Linked DNA regions of Oryctolagus cuniculus: region 2 is linked to region 1. Evidence: chromatin contacts called from public Hi-C data. All regions are on one chromosome and are shown on one strand. The core of a region is the stretch at or near the end of the contact, and the rest is flanking DNA. Distances in the headings are between cores, read along the strand shown. Region 1 overlaps ZBTB20 (zinc finger and BTB domain containing 20). Region 2 overlaps ZBTB20 (zinc finger and BTB domain containing 20).

Region 1 (2,852 bases), core at 177-2,676:
ACAGGTTGATTTCAATGAATACAACAGAATGCTGTGGCTCGATGGGCTTCTGTAGGCCAAGTGCACCTTGCTTGACCCTCTGCTTCAAGGAGCTCTAAGGTATAGCCACAGCAGTGACAAATATGTGAACAGAAAGAGGGTGTCGGAAGGATAATACAGTGAGATCAGAAACGTTGAAGACCAGATTGCTTAGCCTAACATCTTTCTTCTTGTGCTGTAGCAACCATCCATGTGCCCCTGCCCTAAATCTAGGTATTAGGAAAGGCTACGGAAATAAAGCAAATGTCTCACTGTGGCTAACACAATGAAAACGGCAGAACACATGCTAAATTGAAAGGAGGTACCACTTCCTCTATGGCAGCTCCACACTAGGCACTTTAGGCTCGCCTCATTGATCCCTCGCATCAGCCCTGGGAGGTGGATATTATAATCCCTATTTTAAAGAAGAGGAAGGTGAGGCTCAGAGATGCTGAGCAATCTGCCTAGGTCACACAGCTACCAGCTAGTTGGAGATCCGTTCTGGTACCACTCCCCTCGGTCCTCTGCTCAGACCTTCTCCTGAGCCTTTTGCATGTGTTGTTGGGGGAGATGGGGGAAGAAACAGCCCTCCAAAAAGATGGGAAGAGGCATCGCTGCTCTCAGTGATCATGATCCAATGACAGCATAATTATTTATCAAAAGGGGCTTCTGACTAATTCTTTCCTATCTAACTGGGATTCTAAGTGGAAGCCGTGTTAATGAGCAGGGTGGGAACCCAGTGAGGAGATAAAATTGGGAGAGAGCAACAGAAGACAGCCCTCTCCTCCCAGCAGACCTCTGAGACTGCTAAGAACTCACACAGCTTAAATATTTATTTTTCCATATGTCAGAGGAAGCATTGCCCTCACTATGCATGTGCAGTATGTACCAAGGAGTGCAGACTCTATACATCAGACGCACCCAATCTGGTTAATTGCATGTCTAATACCTACCATCTCATCGGTATGTCTGAATGCATAGTTCTTTCCACCTACAGTGCGCTCTGCTCTCGATAGCAAAGAGCCAGTATCCTCCAGAGCCGTACTCAACTGCTAGATTTCAGCCCAACACTTGTTGCCAGGGCCAGCGCCATGAGAGTTAAAAAATCAGAAGGTTCTGCTGGCTAACTCAGCCGCCAGTCACCTCAGAAAGCCTTCCTGGTTCCTGAAGCAGCCTTTTTTTCTCATAACAGAAATGTTTGCAGTGAGGAGATGAAAATGTTTTTGTTCTCTTTGGACAATTGGGAGATGTTCAGTCAGAATGTCAGCACTGACCGTTGAAAGGCGGCTGCCTGAGGCCACACTTTTTTTTTTTTTTTTTTTTTTTGAATGCGGAGCTGCACCCGTGTGGCGGGAGGAAGTGCACAATGATTGGTCTGTTCCTCTCTGGAAGTGTTCAGGGTACACCCAGTTTGCTTTGCATATATTTACGAAACATCTGCCCTTTTCTTGTTCTTAAGTCCGTCCCCCTCACCAGCCCCCTTTCCCCTTTTCCCTGGTTTCTCTCTTTGTTGTTGTTGGCTGGTCTAACTTTTTCATTGGGGCTTTCATTTTCCGGTTGAGGGGCGACTTCATCAGAGTGTATAATTTTAACAGCAAAAAAAGAGAAAAGAGAGAGAAAGAGAGAGAGAGAGAAGGGGGAGGAGAGGAGAGCGAGCGAGCACTGTGAAAAGAAAGAGACTGAGAGGCCAGAGCTTGGCAAACCAACCTTTGGCATGGTGACCAGGAGGAAGGTTCTGGTCTGGTCGGGAGCTGGCCTCTCTGGAAGGCGGCCTGGAGTCAGCCAGTGTTCTGCTGCCCTCTAAAGGTTCCAGGGAATAATGCAGAGCCACAGAGGCTCGGCGAGCTCGGCCCTCCCGTTGGCCATGTTTATAGAATTCTTTCTATACAACCAAAGAAGGAATTTGCACTTCATCACAACAAAGCTTACTCGTTCCTCCTCAATAAACTATGCCCTGCAACAACGGGGTCAAGTAGCAGCACCTGTGCGCGTCCCACTTAGACTGCGGCCATGTCTGAGTGTTTCTCAGCTCCAGAAAGAGGAATCCACAAGAACTGTTAGGGAAGGTGAGGCGGGAACTGAATTGCTTCTAAAGACAGTGTGTGGCTCCCTGTTACCTGTGCAATTAGGAAGCTGCCCGGTGGATGAAAAAGTAAAGGGTTAACAGGCAGATGAGGGGGTGATGATCTCCTGTTAGAGGCAGCACCAATACCTCTGTGCTATGAATGGTCTCCAAAAGTGATCCCTGAGACAACAAACAGGGAAGAGTGGTGCAAGATGTCAGGAGCAAAGCAGGAACACGTCCAGGAAAGAAGCAGTGACTGACGGTGACATGGAGAGCAATATCATTTTTGCAGTATTAAAAGACTGGTGGTTTGGCCACGTGCTCATATTTGAAAAATAGCTTGACGACTTTGATAAAGCACTCATCTAACACTAGCCTAAAGGTGAGTCTTGTGGAACGGGAGGTGAAACTGCTATTTGGGACATTTGAGGAGCCTACATACCATACCAGAGCGCCTGGTTCAAGTCCCAACGGCTCCATACTTGCAATCCAGCTTACTGGATTGTACCTAGTAGGCAATAGATGATGACCCAAGTACTGGGGTTCCTGCCAACCATGTAGGAGACCTGGATGAGTTCTGGCTTCTGACTGTGACATGGCATTTGGGGAGTAAATTGGCAAATCGAAGATCACACTTACTATTATTGTCTCTGTCTCTGTCTCTCTGTCTCTCTCTCGCGCTCTCTCTCAGTCTGCCTTTCAAATAAATAAAAATCTTTTTAGCAATAAAACTAGCCTAGTACCAAACTATAAGCATCAGCAATACATT
Region 2 (2,852 bases), core at 238-2,737, 39 kb before region 1:
CTTGTCATACGAAAGGCAGGGTGTTATTCCTCAAAGTGCTGTGGTTTTTCAAAAACCAGAGAAATGACAGAGAAAGGTCAAGAATACACCATTCTTCTGTGACTACCTTTCCTTCCTCCGTGTGCACAGGTGGGCAAGACACCTTTTCATTCAGAGCCAGTCCTGTTCAGCTCCAATGGCTGCCCTGTGGGGAAGCAGCAGAACACAATTCCAACCCGACTGCCAGTCGTAATGGGGATAAGAAGCATCTGTAGAATGCAACACTGATCTCTTTGTATTTCCTTAACACCAAGGATAACTCCAAGGATGATTCTTTCTGCTGTCAGCTCTGTCCGTGGTGCTAAGTAGGAAATTGGCTGTATTTCCTCCTTGTGGCCTATACTGCTCACCCTCAACTCTCCTGGGGTTTCCAGTCAGCTGTCTGTAGAGATGCTAATTACTGTACAGTAAATCTGGTTGAGATGAAAACAAATTTCCAGGATGCTTATTGGGTCAGATTTTCATCTAGATCACTCAGGTAATGAGAGATTTCATGTTGTTTTGTGCCTTTTACTGGGTAGATCTGTTGCTTTTTTTTTTTTAAGTAGACTTCTGGAGTCTACCTTGGATTCCTAAACCATCACTGCTTATGCACCATAAAAGCTGTCACTCAGAGGGATAGTCTGTGTCATGCCAGCATAGAACCCCTCAAATGCATACCTACTCACATATATAAGACCATCTTCTAATAATTTGTGATATTTAAAGAATTAGTGGATGTCCTCTCCCACACTGATAGTAAGGGCCTTTGGCCAGCTGCATTCAGCATGCATAGGCTGTTTCTTCTCCTTCAGATTGCATTTATTCTACCTGGTATGTCAGCTGTTTGGACAACAGAGATTGTACAATTTTTTTTTCCTCTCTGTATTTTAGGAGAATTATTTTACATGCTAAGTGTGAGAATAAGATTTGGTGATTAAAGTCAAAGTCCTTTAAAATAATTGCAATTATACAAAGAGAACTGCCTTCAGTTTCATCCTGGGTCTTAATAACAAAATGCTAAAGCACTATGCAGATCCATATCTTTCTTCATTGGGAGTGGAACATCTGGATTCTGTACCTGAAAAGCAGCCTAAATATGATAGCATTAAATGTATGCCCACAGTACCAAATGTGTATGTAGACTCATTTTCCTGGCCCACGAATGTAGGTAAGATTATGTTCAGTCAGTCCTTCCTCATATCAGCTCTCTGTTCTGAAGCCCATTTTGCCTGCTCTCCTCTCGGCACAGCCAGCCACCCCTTGATTGCTAATATGCTTGCTTAGATTTAAGAAACAGTCTTGATTTTCAAGTTTCTTTTAGCCATTATTTGTGTTCCAAATTATCTCACTGTGTTTGTATTAATTTTCTGTTTCCAAAAGTAAACTCCATGTATTTCAAGGCAGCACAGTTTCTTTTTTACATTTTCCAGGGAACTGGTGTTTTTAATGTCATGTGAGGACAACATTACACAATGGATCTTTGGCAGGGATACACAGAAATGAATACCGTGTGCGAACAAACATTAAATGGCAGTCTTAATTACAGAGTTTGACTCTGTTGTTTTTAATGCCCTTCAATTTTATAATTTGATGGAAAATGCATCAACACAGCTATTTTCTTCCTACCCCAAATGATTAAGAATTGATATTACCCCCAAATCCTAGTAGCGTGTTAGATCTGTCTGATCAGGTAGGTCTTACATTTCATCCACTAGAGGGCAGTAGGGATACACATCCACACCAACCAATATGTGCAACATATGGTCGATGGGGAAACATAGTAGCCATAGCTTTCCTGTGTATGAAAAATTCCCATTACAGTGTTGCTTCACTTATAATTATATTGAAAGTAAACACTAATTCACAGACGGACTACGCATATTTTATTTCAACATACCCCACTAGTGTTTTGTCTATTCTGGTTTAAAATGCCCTGAGTAATGAAACTTCCCTTGGGAAACTGTATCAAAACCCGGTTGTTTTCACTGCTTGATTTTTTTTAATACACTCAAGATCTATTAGTCCTCATCCAAGTTCATTTAGTACACTATTGTGTACTCCATTTTTCCTTACAACGAGGCCAGTTCCATTCTGGAAAGCAAATGTTTATTGAGTGCCTATTGTGTGTAAGACATCCCTACGTGAATGTATGGCCACAAGTGACAAGGGGTACAACACCATATTTGAATGGATTTGCATTACTCAGTAGGCTGAAGAAGAACTCTTTCAGGTCGGAAGAAAAATCGATCTCAGTTCTCAGATGAGTGATATTCATAAAGCTGTCATGACTTGGAGAACTCTTTAGTTGGGCTTAAGTTTATGTATTGAAACTCAAAAGGTATTAGAAGCACCTTTAAGTAATATCAGATATCACCTAAAGAACTGTGAGGCAGGCAGCTGACACAGCAGTGGGCTCAGGCCAAGAAATGACCTGGATGTTTGCTGATGAAGGTTGATCCTTCTTCTTTTTGCAGTTAGCTGATAGATAAGCCTGGATGCTTCAGGTCCTGTACTGGGACTCTTTGTATACCTTTATGAAGAATAGGAAGTGGGTTTGTGAGTCTCCCCAGCTTAGGCAAACTTTGATCATATTGCTATTTTCTATCACTGATTTTTTTTTTTTAGTCCTATCTTGGTCACTACACAGACTATACAATGAGAAAAAGATTCAAGTTCATGTGCAATCCTCTGGTTTGCATCATTAGTTTCTTGGCATATGCTATGATTATTAAGTATCTGAGGGGGAGGGTAAAAGAAACCCAAGCCAAGAAAGTTTCTTTAAGGCTAGAACTCACAATTACACAGTTGTTAAAAAGTCTTTTTTCCCTTTA

What was found. Hi-C and Micro-C count contacts between places; a contact is called where the count stands out from the background.
Region 2: a Hi-C map of skin fibroblasts shows a contact between it and region 1, with 1.9 times the contacts expected there. The contact joins two enhancer-like sites. A contact is called at or near these places in 4 of 6 Hi-C or Micro-C datasets (ear pinna, psoas muscle, skin fibroblasts and 1 more).

What each region holds. Positions count from the first base shown.
Region 1 is chr4:70,416,050-70,418,901 of mOryCun1.1, reverse strand. The region is part of intron 8 of ZBTB20 (zinc finger and BTB domain containing 20); the gene reads left to right. Among named protein-coding and RNA genes, the nearest start is that of TIGIT, 170 kb to the right of the region's middle. Within about 2 kb of position 1,426, at least 5 of the 8 cell types and tissues checked have an H3K27ac peak or open chromatin away from gene starts, as enhancers often do.
Region 2 is chr4:70,455,041-70,457,892 of mOryCun1.1, reverse strand. All of the region lies in intron 6 of ZBTB20 (zinc finger and BTB domain containing 20), which reads left to right. Among named protein-coding and RNA genes, the nearest start is that of TIGIT, 210 kb to the right of the region's middle. Within about 2 kb of position 1,487, at least 1 of the 8 cell types and tissues checked has an H3K27ac peak or open chromatin away from gene starts, as enhancers often do.